Regions from separate parts of the Sus scrofa genome. Here region 2 is linked to region 1. Evidence: chromatin contacts called from public HiChIP or PLAC-seq data. All regions are on one chromosome and are shown on one strand. Each heading gives the region's core, a stretch centred on a gene start, on an enhancer-like site or on the middle of the called end of the contact. The rest is flanking DNA. Distances are from core to core; before and after follow the strand shown.

Region 1 (6,816 bases), core at 2,939-5,438:
TGATGCGTTAGTTTACTGAGGCCTTTTTTAAATAGTACAAGCAGTGTGTCAGACTCTCAACATAGGTAAATGCTCAGCTACCTGGTGCAGGTTTAAATACTAAGGGAGCTTAGAAAAGTTCGGTATTACTGTGGACTGGAATAATAGAGACATCACGAAGTTAGGTGTGAGCTGGATTGTTGGAGCTCTTCGATTGGTTCTTTAGGAAGGACTTCATCAAGCAAGCCACCAAAATAGCAGTGTATTCTTGGAAAAGCGAGCCCTAGCTGGAGTGGTAGGTTTCAAATGAGAAATAGGGTCTTTCGTGCACAATCACCGTTGGAACTGCACACAGCCTTTATGACTCCTCTTCCATTCAGTTTAACAGTGCACAGCGAGGAAGCCACACCTTTGGGAAAATACAGCTGGAATGGGGGGAAGGGAGCGGGGGGGACAAAAGACGGAGCCCTTCTAAGGAGGATCTGAGAAGTAAATAAACCCTGAAGGAAAAGCTTGGAAGGTCAGCGTGTGTGCTCATAAATTCCAGCTATTACCAGAGATGAAAGGGAAGTGAGAGGACTGAGGAACAATAGGCAGGGGTGTTCCCTGGTCCCCTCTAACTGCCTGTTTACTGTAGGGGCGGAGCAGCAGGGCCGCCCAGATGGCAGAGCCAAAGTGAGAATGAAGCTTCCTTGCCCTAAGACCTCTTTAGGAAATCCTGTTTGTGATGGTGGCTTCACTGCAAAGTAATCAGGAGCTCTCCCTGTGTTGTAGAAGCTCACTTCTAAAACCATGAACAGGCACAGTTTCTAATGAGTTTGAAATCTTATTATCTTGTGTGCCCTCAGCAAGACAGAAACTGCATATCAGGTGAGGCTTCAGTCACCGTATTTTGCAAGCCTTTGCTTATCTTTCTTGTGCCGCTGACATGCTGGTAACACAATAGCTTAACAACAAGATAAGCCTCATCTTTTATCTTTTTTCCTGTGTGGCTGTGTTAGGGAATGATGGTTTTGTTGGCCTTTGAAAGGCAGGAAAGGGCAAAGCCCCGTGATGCCATGTCTTTGGCATTGCATTACTTCATTAAGAGAATTACCTTAAAAGCCTGGGAAATACAGCTTAAGATTGATGAGAGCCGGGTGAAAAAAACCTTGATTTCAAACCAGATTAACCAGAACGTCCATCCCCGAAGAGATCCGGTTTTACATCCACCCTTGGGCTCTGTCTACCCTTTTCTCCTCTTTTTCCTTCCACCACGCAAGTGCTTTTGGACATAGGAGTGGACGATTTGCTTTCCATGCCAAACCTCATGAAATGGGATTTGTCTTCCCTCGCAGACAGGTGGCCAAGCTGTTCCAGAGAGGCCTCTGGCTGCCCACTGGCCTCACTGGATCCACAGCACTGCGGTGGCACAGCATAAGCCACCTATCTGACCCCATGCCCTCACAATCTGGAGCCCACGTGGCAGCCTCAGGTGGTGACAGCTTTGGTCAGGTGGTGTGGAGTTCCCCTGGCAGACGGAGGAGAGCCAGAGAGCAGCTGTCCTGCATCATTTTTGTGTGACAGAGGGAACCTCGAAAATGGCTGCCCCAGTAGTTAGAGGACTGGCTTTCCTCCCTCTGCCTCGGGGTGGATTAGGCCTTGGGAAAGGAGTTTGGGCCTTCTCACTCTGTACACAGTACTTACCGTGGCCTTCTGTGCTTATTCTGTGCACACTTATTATGGGCACCAGAGACAGGTTTCACAAGCCTTTTTCCTATGAGACTAGATTAGTCATGAGGGTTAATTATTCTGTACTTAGAGGAAATATTATGATGGAGAGAAAAATAGGTTTCTGGAAGCCAGGAAATAGAGGGTCTCAGAACATCAAATTGCTCCATAAAGAAAGCACGGGACCAGAGTTCCCGTCGTGGCACAGTGATTAACGAATCCGACTACGAACCATGAGGTTGCGGGTTCAGTCCCTTGCCTTGCTCAGTGGGTTAAGGATCCGGCATTGCCGTGAGCTGTGGCATAGGTTGCAGACGCGGCTCGGATCCCGCGTTGCTGTGGCTCTGGCGTAGGCCAGTGGCTATAGCTCCGATTCGACCCCTAACCTGGGAACCTCCATATGCCACGGGAGCGGCCCTAGAAAAGGAAAAAAAAAGAAAAAAAAAAGAAAGAAAAAGAAAAAGAAAGCAAGCACGGGACCATTTTATTACAGTCTTTGTACACACACACCGAAAAAATAATCATGATTCTCTAAACATCCAAAATGCCCCTTCTTAGCTATGTGTGGCGTCCAGTTCCAACCCCACATATCCTCAGGGAGCGTCCCTTCTTGCAGAGAAAAGCGCAGTTGGATTCTAATAAAAGAAGACCCTGAGTCTTCATGCTGTTGCCTTCAGCTAACGCTGCTGAATTTCTGCTTGTAAGATAATAATGAAATAGCCATTTCCAGAAATGCAAAGAAGGCAGGTCAGAACTCCCCGGTGCTGGCCCTAAAAGCCTTCTGGTTTTGAGTGCCTCAGACCACAGCATTGATAGAAAAAAATTTGGACCCAGTTCCCTGCTTTTGCCTTCCACTCTTCCCCACTAAGGGCCCACATGAAAAGCAAGTGTGGCCTTGTTTTCTCTGGATCCTCTGGGCCCATTTCTTTTCTTTCATCATCTTTCCTAAAGCTGATAGGACAGTTCCACGGGGGAGAAACAACTAGTACACTTGGATGAACTCTGCGAGATGCAAAGAGCATTCGTCTTGTCCCTGATTCTGAAGTGCTTCTTTGTATGGAGGGGGAAAAAAATGAGGATCGTTCTAGACTGGATAGTCAAATCTCATTTGTGTCATATTTGTGATGTTTTGAACTGGGTGGAGAAGGCATTAGTGATAAAGCATATGGGATTGTAAGGCAGTGGTTGACCTGCTTAACAGAACCCGAGTTGTCAACAACCCTTGAAAAGCACTTGAAAATTCCAGTTGTTGCTAAAGATGAAAGAGAAATGAATAGACCTCATCAGCTCTTCCTCTTCTGTGTCATCCTTTAGGTTAAATGTCACCTCCTTAGAGAGGCCTTTCCTAACCACACTGTTCTTCACCAGAGCATCTTATTTTCTTCATAATACTCACCCTTTACAGATTGCTTTCCTTTCTCCGTATCTGAACTATAAGCCCTACAAGATCAGGGACCACATCAGTTCCCTCATTCCTATGTTCCCTGCACTCAGCAGTGAAGAGCCTTCCAGATTCTCAAGATGCTGAAGGAATGAAGGAATACTTGAAGTCCCGTGTGGCAGACTTGTTTCGTGTTCTTAGTGGACTCACGGTTCCTTAGGATCCCTCCATCCCTCTCTTAGATTCAAATAAGCAACACCACTTGGTCTCAACATCCAGCTTACCAGAGTGGTTTCCATTCATTACTTTTTCTTTAAAGAAAAAAAAACCTGGAATTTTTGTTCAGAGTCTCCAATCCACTAACAGTTCCATCTCTGAGGCTGCAGTCTAGTGAAGTGGTTGCAAGCTCTGGCTTTGGAGCATCTAGTTTCATCTCTGTCACTTCTTAGTTGGCTAATGGTGACTCATTATTAACCATCTCTCGACCTCAGTTTCCTCAACTGTAAAATGAGGATATTAATATAGACCTCTCACCTAGTGTTAATCTGAGGTTAAATAAAACAGCACATGTAAAGTAGTGAGTTTTTGTTTCGCACTGCCTATGCTTAGCAAAACTTGGCCACTGTTATTTTTGTTCATACTGTTAAAGTGCCTTGGGGCATCATTTTTCTAGAACAGGATAAGGGGTGACTTCTTGTCAGAGGTAACCCTAGGCATTTGAAGAATTCAGGGTCAAAAATGGAGTTCCTGTCGTGGCTCAGCACAAATGAATGTGACTGGTATACATAAGAACACAAGTTTGATCCCTGGCCTGGCTCAGTGAGTTAAGGATCCAGTGTTGCCATGAGCTGTGGTGTAGGTTGCAAACGCGGCTCGGATCCTGCATTGCTATGGCTGTGGCATAGGCCAGCGGCTACAGCTCAGATTAGACTCCTAGCCTGGGAACCTCCCAATGCCTCGGGTGTGGCCCTAAAAAGACAAAAAAAAAAAAAGAAGAAGAAGAAGAAGAACTCAGAGTCAAAAAACATAGGACCTGTAGTGCTGAGGTTTAGGCAAAGCCTCATGCCTAAGAGCACAAAGTATGAACTTAGGTCACAGCCGACTGGGCAGGATGGCCACATGACTCAATATTGAAGTAGTGACTAATTGTCGCAGGGTTCCTGGTGTCTCTTCCCCTCCACCCCACCACAGTCACCACAAAGGCTAAAACTGATCCAGGAGTCTGGTTAGAGGCTGAGCATACAGTGAGTTTCAGCAAACCCATCTAGCAAGAGTAGAGAAGCCAGACAGGCACTCCAGGTGAGGGCTCTACTAACTGTGACAGGCAGGAATTGGGGACCCCTGTGTCATTGTCCTTAGTACCTCACAGAATCCAGAGTGCAGTCCCCAGGGTGTAATCAGCTGTCAGAGATTCTTGTTTGGAACCACAGGAAGAGGTGGCTCACAACAACTCATAGGGAAACTCCAAACAGTCAGCAGGAAGAAACTCAATCACAGATGAAAATGATTTTGTCCCCCTCATTTTTCTATGCAGTTAATCTGAGGGGGGAAGTGAGGCGACATTCAGCTATGAGACATTTACTGAACAGAATGTACTTTAACTGTTCCCTTTCATTTAGTGGCAGGTTGACAGGACTTGACCAAGAAAAAAAGCAATGACTTGAGCATTTAATGATCTTGCTGGACGTAATTGCCTTTCATACAGATTTGTGAGGCTGATGCTCCCCTTTTCCATCTCGCTTGGAATTCAAAGAGGAGCTCGATTGCTTTTAATGTTTCTGAACCATAGAAAGTCAGTAATCTAGACTTTTTTTTAAAATCTTACATTTAATATAAGATTTCTTTTTTAAATAGTATGCATTGTGTTCTTCATTTAACAAAAGTCGTGTTAGTTTACTGTAAAACTTTTTTTAAAATATGAGTAAAGCGTACAGGATAAGCCTAGAGCATCTTATTGTACCAGAAAGTAAGAAGATGCTAAAAAAAATTATGGTAACATGTCAGAAGTGCACAGGATTCAGCTTAAAGGGAACCATTAGATAATTCTGAAATAATTTGAGCATCAACATATATAATTATAGAAATGGATTAAACCCATTAAATAAAACACAAGTTCGTGAGTCCATACTTAGAAGTGGACAAGTAAATGGCAGAGAAGGGAAAGCTCTTTCTTAATTTAGAATGCCAACTAATAAATATAGATAGAATGGTAGATTTAGAAAAGTATCAATGATGCTAAAACTTTGAGTGAACATATTTTGATGCAGATCAAGAAATTTATATAATGTCAAAAAAGCTCTATAAAATACTTATTTTTCAAGGTGAGGAGAAAGAAGAAGAAAGAAAACCATCAACCAGGAGCCAAGAGATGACCATTAATAATTACTTAACAGGTGTCTTGATTGTTTTGCCTGTATGTTATAATCTTTTGATTTTCTTATTAAATGAGCTCATGCTTTTTGTAACTTGTTTTTCTCATATAAAAAAATCATGATCTTATTTATTTGTATTTAAATATTGGTAGGCAAGTAGTAAATATTTGGTGAGTGAAATTCACAAGCCTTTTTAAAAGCGAGATCGTTATCTGTGTTCTTGTAATTAAGGTTTCCCTCATTCCCACCACTTTTCCCAGGAATTAGGATTAATTCCTAGAAGTGGAATGGTGAGGTAAAGAATATTCTAAACCCTCAAACCTTTGATACCTGGAGCCAAATTGCCCTCCAGAAAGATTTTTCTATTTTATTTTCCCACCAGTGACATATGTATTCATCACATGACTTTCAACACATTTTTAGGGAAAAAGACTGGGATTAATGTGTACACAACACTCAGAGTGGGATCCAACCATTGTTAAATCAGAAAATAATAGTGATTCAGATCCTCTTCTCTCCACAGATAGGTTAGATTCTTTCAGGACCAAAAGATGGGGATCACTAACGGCTTTCCAAAGCCTTTCCTGTTGTATGATGCAGTTTTTGTTAATGCAGAAAGCTCTGATTTCGGATAGAACCTGATTTTAGTGGAGCCACTCGTAGCCCATATGATACGCCTTACCACCCTCTTTTAGTCTTTATCAGAAAACCCTACCACCTGTGCTAGCTCTGGTGCGTCAAAATAAATGAGAAGAAAAGCCTGGACCCTGATTGTGACAGGCCAGCGTGGAGCACCAGCACTGTCAACACAGAGCCTCCTACAGGACCCCTTTGTATGAACCTTGATGCCGGGTCCTTAACCTACGTGAACACCAGCAGCCAGTGCAGCTTCTAGGCCTGACAGTGCAGGATGCACACGCACTCCACGGCAACAGAGCAGGTGCCCCCTTATGCTCACTGGTGTCCATGGCAACCGCACCAGCTGACGTAAGCCTCCAGCTAGTTGGAGCTGGGGTTTGCCTTATCTCTGGATCCATACAGGACACTGATTCTGAAGGAGAACCAAGAAGAGGAGATTCAGAATAGTTCCTCTGGATTCCAAAGATGAGAAATCAGTAAAACTATAAGCATGATGTGGATTTGCTTATATTTTCCCTTTTTTGGCTTCCACTGGCTCACATGTTCTCAAGTGATGACAGTTGGGCTGATTGAGAGCCGTTAGTCAAATCCAGTAATAGTATTAATCTGTGGTTGGAAATGACTGTTAAAGTAAGTGCCAGGCTATTCAGTTGTGGTTTTTCTTCCAGCGTCCAGTCGTGCCAGGCTTCCAGTGGGAGGGGAGGAATAGAGGCTGTGGTAAAGGAAACCGTTGAT
Region 2 (6,816 bases), core at 3,010-5,509, 140 kb before region 1:
GAAGATGAACTATGAAACTTGCTTATGAACCCTCTTATGGTTATAAGGAATAAAATGATTTAGTACATAAAAGATGTTGGCTTTGCATTCCCTTCTCAGATTATGGTAGCCTTTGGGCTAACAGTTTGATCACAAAAGGGGTTTCCCTGCCACTTTTCAACAACTGCTAGTGGAAGGAGGGTTGTTTAACTGAGGCTTCAGGAAAACAGACCTCTGAGCATTGGACTCAACCTTTAAATTAAGTAAAACTCAGTATCTTTGTATTATTTTGAAATACTTCTCCTTGCCTCCTTGCTTCCTCACACCCACTGAGGCCTTTCCTATCCTAGCTTCCATATTCCTGTTTGCAACAAGCTTATCTGTCTGTCTTCTTCCTTTCCCTACTTTTTTCCCCATAAAGTGCCTCTGTGATCAGACTAAGAACCTCACATAGGAATCCCGGGAAGAAGTGGAGTGGCTCCTTTAGAAGGATGAATTAGTCTGCTCTGCTGCTGTCAGTTACTGCTTTCTGGTGGGCATGCTCCCAGAGAAACCACTTTAAGAATAGTCTCCCAGGAGTTCCCTTCATGGCTCAGCAATTAATGAACCTGAAGAGTATCCATGAGGATGCAGGTTTGATCTCTGGCCTCACTCAGTGGGTTAAGGATCCAGCATTGCCATGAGCTGTGGTGTAGGTCCCAGACGCTGCTTGGATCTGTTGTTGCTGTGGCTGTGGTGTAGGCTGGCATCTGCGGCTCCAACTTGACCCCTAGCCTGGGAACCTCCATGTGCGATCAGTGCAGCCCTAAAAAGACCGAAAAAAAAAAAAAAAAAAAAAAACGTCTCCCAGCAAGTCGGGGAACTGGTGTGGTCACCTAGAGGGAACTGCTACTGTTTATGTGCTTGAGTTCAATTAATTCAGTTTGTCTAATACATAAGATATATTTGAGGTCAGATACTGCTATTTCAAAGTGTTTATAGATGTCTTAGGACTGTTTTTTTGTTGTAACTAATAAAACCCAACTCAAACTGAGTAAGCACCAAAGCAGCATTACTGGCTCACATTAGCAATAAATCCGGGGGTAGGCTTGGCACAGGTGGGTCCAGGTACTTAAACAGTGTCATCCAGAATCTCTTGCCTGTCAGCTCTCTGTTCAGGCTCTCCTCAGTGTTGGCTGTGTTCCATGGAGGGCTCATGAAAATGGTGGCAAAGACGGCCACTAGCAGCTGCAGGCTTATCCATTGCCAGGTTGGTAATCCTGGAATAAAGAGAGCTCTACTTTCCCAGAAGTTCTAGTAAAATTCCTGGGACCAGTTCTGGGTCTGTCCTTCCCTGAATCAATCACTGTCACTCTGTTTGTTCAGGGTAGGTTACCTGCCATCCTGCCCCTGTGCCCCCACAACTACACTGCCTGAGTATGGAATAGGAGTGGCTCTTCAACAAAAAATGAGGATGTGGCCAAGAATGGTAACAGATGTTGGAAAGGCAGACATCCCAGATGTCTACTGTGATAAGATCTAGAATGAATTTACTCTGATGTTGATATATAAAGCTCCATATAGTGTTTGTAGAATTTATTTGGAATTAATACATTGCCATATATCACTGTTTGTCCTTTTACATGCAATCGTCTCTCCCCCAACTGGACAGAAAGCTCTTAAAAAGTACCTGTCTTAGACCTGTTGGACTCTCTAAAACCCACTACAGTGCCTGCACGTGGTAGGTACTGATGCATGTTTGCAGATGCTGCACAGTGGGGATTTCCTTCCAGCAGCATAGCATGCTGGTTACTTTGGTGGCAAATACTTCTGGAATTACCCCATTCAGTGCTGGTTGAGAATACATGAACACACACAGTCCATATTTAATGAGCCAAAGGAGAGCACCCTGGCCAGTATCTAGTAGTGTAGGGTTAGTAGGATGTGTGGACATAAATTTGGTGCATGCATGCTATAACCTTAGAATATGCTTCATGGACTACAAAGGAAGAGGGTAGAGATTTTTAAAAAAATTCTCCTCAATTCTGAAGACTGGCCATAGTTCAAATAAAATTTTGTTTAGCACCCCTAGGCCTCTGTGCCAGACATCTCACAGCTCTTGAACTATTTTATGTCCAAACATTCAAGCGTCTGGAAAAAAAGTGACAGGAAAAAAAAAAAATCCTCATAGAACTTCCTGTGACAGGTCAAAGTTTAATCACAGCAAATAACGCAGATTTCCCTTTTGTTATAACCACAATAGAAAGGCAGGGCGTGTGTTTACAGAGCATGTTGTTTGGGAAACCTTTGTAAATCGCAATCTTTGGAAATCCCAAGCCTATTGGATGTAATCCCATCCATTGGATGAAGAGAGTTTGCCTATGCAATAGATCCAGAATAGCAAGTTAAATGGAGACCGTCAACAGGAAGGAGTTGTTCCAAATTACAGTGGGTCGGATGCAGAGTTAATTCATGGAGATATTTTGTTATGAGATAATTACATCACTAGGACAGCTGGAAAGCTGAGTGCTGTGCTGGACCGCAGCGCTTGCTCTCTGCCCTGCAGCTGGGAGGTCAGGACAATGGAGACAGGGAGAGGACTTATTTTATGGGATAGTTAGGGGCTTGGCTGACTTAATTGTGAAATGATAACAACCTATCTGCCTTTTTTCGGATTGTGTTTGCACAGCTAAACCGGATTCATAGGCTCAGTGAATGCTGAGAACCCCTTTTTGATTCTACTTTTTTGAACATTCGCTTGGATCCCATTAAGCCAAGCTCTAATGGATAGATATTGAATGATAGTTTTTTGTTTCCTCTAAAAGTCAACTGAGATAGTTTGTTCATCTTCAATACAAGGTGATAGTTCTCTTATGAAACTGTAGTCATTCAGTCACTGAAGTGCTATTTTTGTCAGTTTACTAAATAGCAAAAAAAAAAAAGTTTTAGAGAGTTTTAAGATGTTGGTCAACACAAGGAATCAAACAGTTGAAGTTATTTTTCCAGTGTTTATGTTCAGATGTTCAGACCTGTCTGGCTCTTTTGTTTTGCAAGTGTACGGGTTATAGGCAGCTTGGCTGCATTCCTCATTGATTTATATAAATATATTACAGATTGTTAACCTCCTGCCAAATACCAGGGATTTCAGTTGTTGATTAGCTCAGTTGCTTAATGTGAGACTTTTTTGTTATGTTAAAGCATCTGTCTTCTCTTTATTGCCACCAAAGTGATTATTATTTGCTCTGGGGTAGCTCCAGATGGAGTCATTGTAGACAAGAAAGCATCAAAAATATTATGTTCTAAACATTGCTAAGATTAATATTTATAGCTCTTGATTCAAAATGCATTTTCTGGAGTTCCCATCATGGCCCAGCGGTTAATGAATCCGATTAGGATCCATGAGGATATGAGCTTGATCCCTGGCCTCGCTCAGTGACTTAAAGGATTCGGCCTTGGTGGTGTAGGTCGCAGACAAGGCTGGGATCCTGAGTTGCAGTGGCCATGGTGTAGGCTGGCGGCTGCAGCTCCAATTCAACCCCTACCCTGGGAACTTCCATATGAGTTCGGCCCTAAGAAGCAAAAAAAAAAAAAAAAAAAAGCATTTTCTACTCACTGTGTCTAATGTAAATTACTTTTAGTACGATAATGTTTACTAAACAACTAAGAACTTTATGTTTTCGTATAAATATTTCCCCGGATGTCTTCTGAGATGGTCCTGGGTCTGTAGGATGTTGATGGCCAGCATTGGAACCCCAAACCTACAGGGTCTTCTAGGTCTTTGACTTCCCTTGATGTCACTTTTAAATTTCTAAGGAACCTGTAATATGCTCCATTTCCCAAATGAAATTAATAACAGCACTTTCAAAAAAATAAAAGGAATTATCTCCTTAAATCAACATGAGTCGTTTCTACCGGATACCTTTTTTTTTTTTTTTTTTGTAGCCTGGAAGGATATGTAATTATATACATTAACATTTTATACAAGAAAGTTTTACTCTGTGTCTCTTTAAATATGTGTCTTTGAACATGTCTCTTTAAAACTCCACTTTGTAGACAATTGCCCATTGAAAGTAGTGCCTTTTCTTCATGGCTTATCATTTAGGGCAGTTTGCAGCAGCTTTGGGAGCTCATCTCTGCATATCTCAGGTGTGGAGTCCAGGCGCTGCAGGCGGCAACAATGAGTCAATATATTGAGAGTGATATAACTTTGAGGAAAATAAGTTGCTGTGGGTTGGATGTTGTTCTTGCATTGTGTCATACAGAGTGTTTGAAAACGGTTTCAGTGAGATGAAGCAACAGAACATGCTGCCAGGGCTGTTAGGTAACTGAACAACGGTTTGGGAGCAGGTGACCCTTTGGTGAGGCAGTGCTGTATGATCACTTCGCTTTCCAGTTATGTCTCTGTTAAGCTTTTTTTTTTTTTTTTTGCAATTACTAAAATGTCTTACATATTACAAATCGTTAAGTTCAGTGAGAACTGGGGTTACTAAAATCTTTGCTGACCGGAAACAGTGATAAAGCAATGTCTTTTATTCATTTGAAAAAAATTTTTTTTCTCACTTTTGGCCACCCCACAGCACATGGAGTTCCTGGGGCAGGGATCAGATACTAGCCTCAGTTGCGTCCTGAGCCGCAGCTGCACAACGCCGGATCCTTAACCCACTCAGCTGGCCCAGGATCAAACCTGTGTCACAGGCAGTGCTCCCAAGATGCCACTGATCCCGTTGCACCTCAGCAAGAACTCCTGTCTTTTTATTAAATGAAGGAAATGTATTAATTATAATGGAAGACCTTTTTAAAGTAATGTTTAAGAAGCACAACTGTAATGATGCAGTTCCCATGTTTTTATGTGATTTTAGTACAGGCCATGTTTGGTTCATTGCTATTTTATTTTATCACAAAAATAGAAGCTTCAGATATGAAGAAGTTTGGTGATTGTGGAACTCCTTTTTCTTCAAACACAAGAAAAAAAAAATCTATCAGAGTAGGTGGGTTTAATGGAAATATGGTTCAAGGAAGCCTATGAATAAAATGGTCATCACCTCAAATCACCAAATTGAAAGAGTAGCTTTCATAAATTTCCCAGGCATCAGATCCATGTGTGTGAGCCATCATATTTTTCACAGTATGACATGAGTATGACTTATGGCATTATTTTTAATGAATTTGTTAATTAGGAGTTTTTACTTTGTCCAAATAATTTTTTGGAATAAGTCACCTTTTGCATTTGAAGACTTGAGAAGTTTAAAAAAAAAAAAAGTAGATGATTAAAACTTAGAGGTCAGGATATTTGAAAGTAGATAAATGTAAGGAAGAAATTCAGTTGATCTTAATAGTTGACTTTAATGAAGTTACAGAACTCACCCCAAGCTGCCCACAATTAAAAAGGAGTTTGGGTCTGGCTATGAAGTATGTGTGGCTGTTGGTGGTGGTCACCCCATCCGATTTAACTTAATTATAGTGTTCTTTAGTTTCTTTTAAAGTTTAGTTTAGATTTACAGAGAAATACCAAATGTTGTGGAGCCCATTTAGCCCAGAAATGCGGTCGGGTGGCATGGCGAACTAGATAGGTATTAAAAATTTAAGAGGTAACATACAAAGTGGATAATTGTGAGTCAACCCTGCATTTTTGTAATTGGATTATATGCACATTTATAGTTAGTTTCTTTGAAGAAAGTGTTGTTTCATTTTTGAAAATGAAAGAAAATCATGCAGATAGCATTTTTATCAGCCCTTTGTCAGTACCTATATTACATTCTTGTCAAGAAATGTATTTATAGCTTGGTTTTGAGTGGTTTATTTAATTCTTCAAATGTTGGATGAGCTTCTCGTGAGCCAGATAGTGCTCTATGTCTGTTGAAACTAAAGGAAAGTTTGTCCTTTGGCTTGAAAATTCTTTTCAAACTATGGAAGTCTTTGTTTTTCAAACTTAAATTTTGAATTAGTTGTAGTATTTTATGGGAGAAATTGAATTCACGCATCCAAACATAATTATAAAGTTTACCAGTCTTGCCTTTATCATTTAAGGGTGATATAGTTTACCAGTGTAATTTCTGCCCCACCCACCCCCAAAAGTTAAAAATTTATAGTTTTAATTAGCATGGTATTTAGAATTTTAAAACCAAGAATTCTTGCCCTTTCCAGGGAAATGATTTGACTCATCAAGGTTAGAAGGCGCTCTTAGAATTAAACCCAATTTCTCCGTATCCCATTATAATTATTTTCATAGGCATGATTATAATACCTTAAATTCCAGGAAAATCTAAATTGCAGAGGCCAGCATCTCCAAGGAATGCACAGTCTGTCTCTTTAATAATTCTTGAACTGTGAGCTAAGGACTGTATTTCTCCTAGAGGCTGCAGGTTTTGAAACTCTCTCCCTCGGCAAGTTCTACCTAAGATCTTAACTAAGTACCTCTCCAAGCAGACATTCTTGTGTTGTGGTCATGTTGCATTTTCTTTGCCACTATGGATTTTGTCTCCACTTTACCACATGCTCCTCTCCTGAACATTTGTATTGATATTAAAGTATCAGATCCTGTTAGGTATCTTTACATTTACCATAAGGAATTATTAAATGTGGCCTTTCCCCCAATTATGTGATCAAATTGAGGGATACATATAAGACTAACAGGTTACTGTTTTGCTTTTTGCCACCTACTTAATACCTCTTTCTTTTTCCTTTTAGGTTGTTTGATGTGTGCACAGTGTCACGAACAGACAGAGAAACCAAACTAACATTAGTGTTTGAACATGTTGATCAAGACTTGACCACTTATTTGGATAAAGTTCCAGAGCCTGGAGTGCCCACTGAAACCATAAAGGTACCAAGAATTATCTCTGCCTGTCATACTATTAT

The links. HiChIP or PLAC-seq counts read pairs in DNA pulled down with a chosen protein or histone mark.
Region 2: a contact with region 1 is called in an H3K27ac HiChIP or PLAC-seq map of alveolar macrophages. The contact joins two enhancer-like sites. A contact is called at or near these places in 1 of 47 Hi-C or Micro-C datasets (embryonic fibroblasts) and 1 of 2 datasets of contacts at active chromatin or transcription factors (alveolar macrophages).

What each region holds. Positions count from the first base shown.
Region 1 is chr9:72,558,648-72,565,463 of Sscrofa11.1, reverse strand. The region is part of intron 5 of CDK6 (a long non-coding RNA gene); the gene reads left to right. Among named protein-coding and RNA genes, the nearest start is that of FAM133B, 58 kb to the right of the region's middle. Within about 2 kb of position 4,188, at least 27 of the 83 cell types and tissues checked have an H3K27ac peak or open chromatin away from gene starts, as enhancers often do. A contact at or near this core is called in alveolar macrophages, where this site is marked.
Region 2 is chr9:72,698,069-72,704,884 of Sscrofa11.1, reverse strand. It overlaps CDK6 (a long non-coding RNA gene), which reads left to right. Exons shown (of 8, transcript XR_002347034.1): 3 at 6,646-6,781. Among named protein-coding and RNA genes, the nearest start is that of CDK6, 64 kb to the left of the region's middle. Within about 2 kb of position 4,259, at least 3 of the 83 cell types and tissues checked have an H3K27ac peak or open chromatin away from gene starts, as enhancers often do. A contact at or near this core is called in alveolar macrophages, where this site is marked.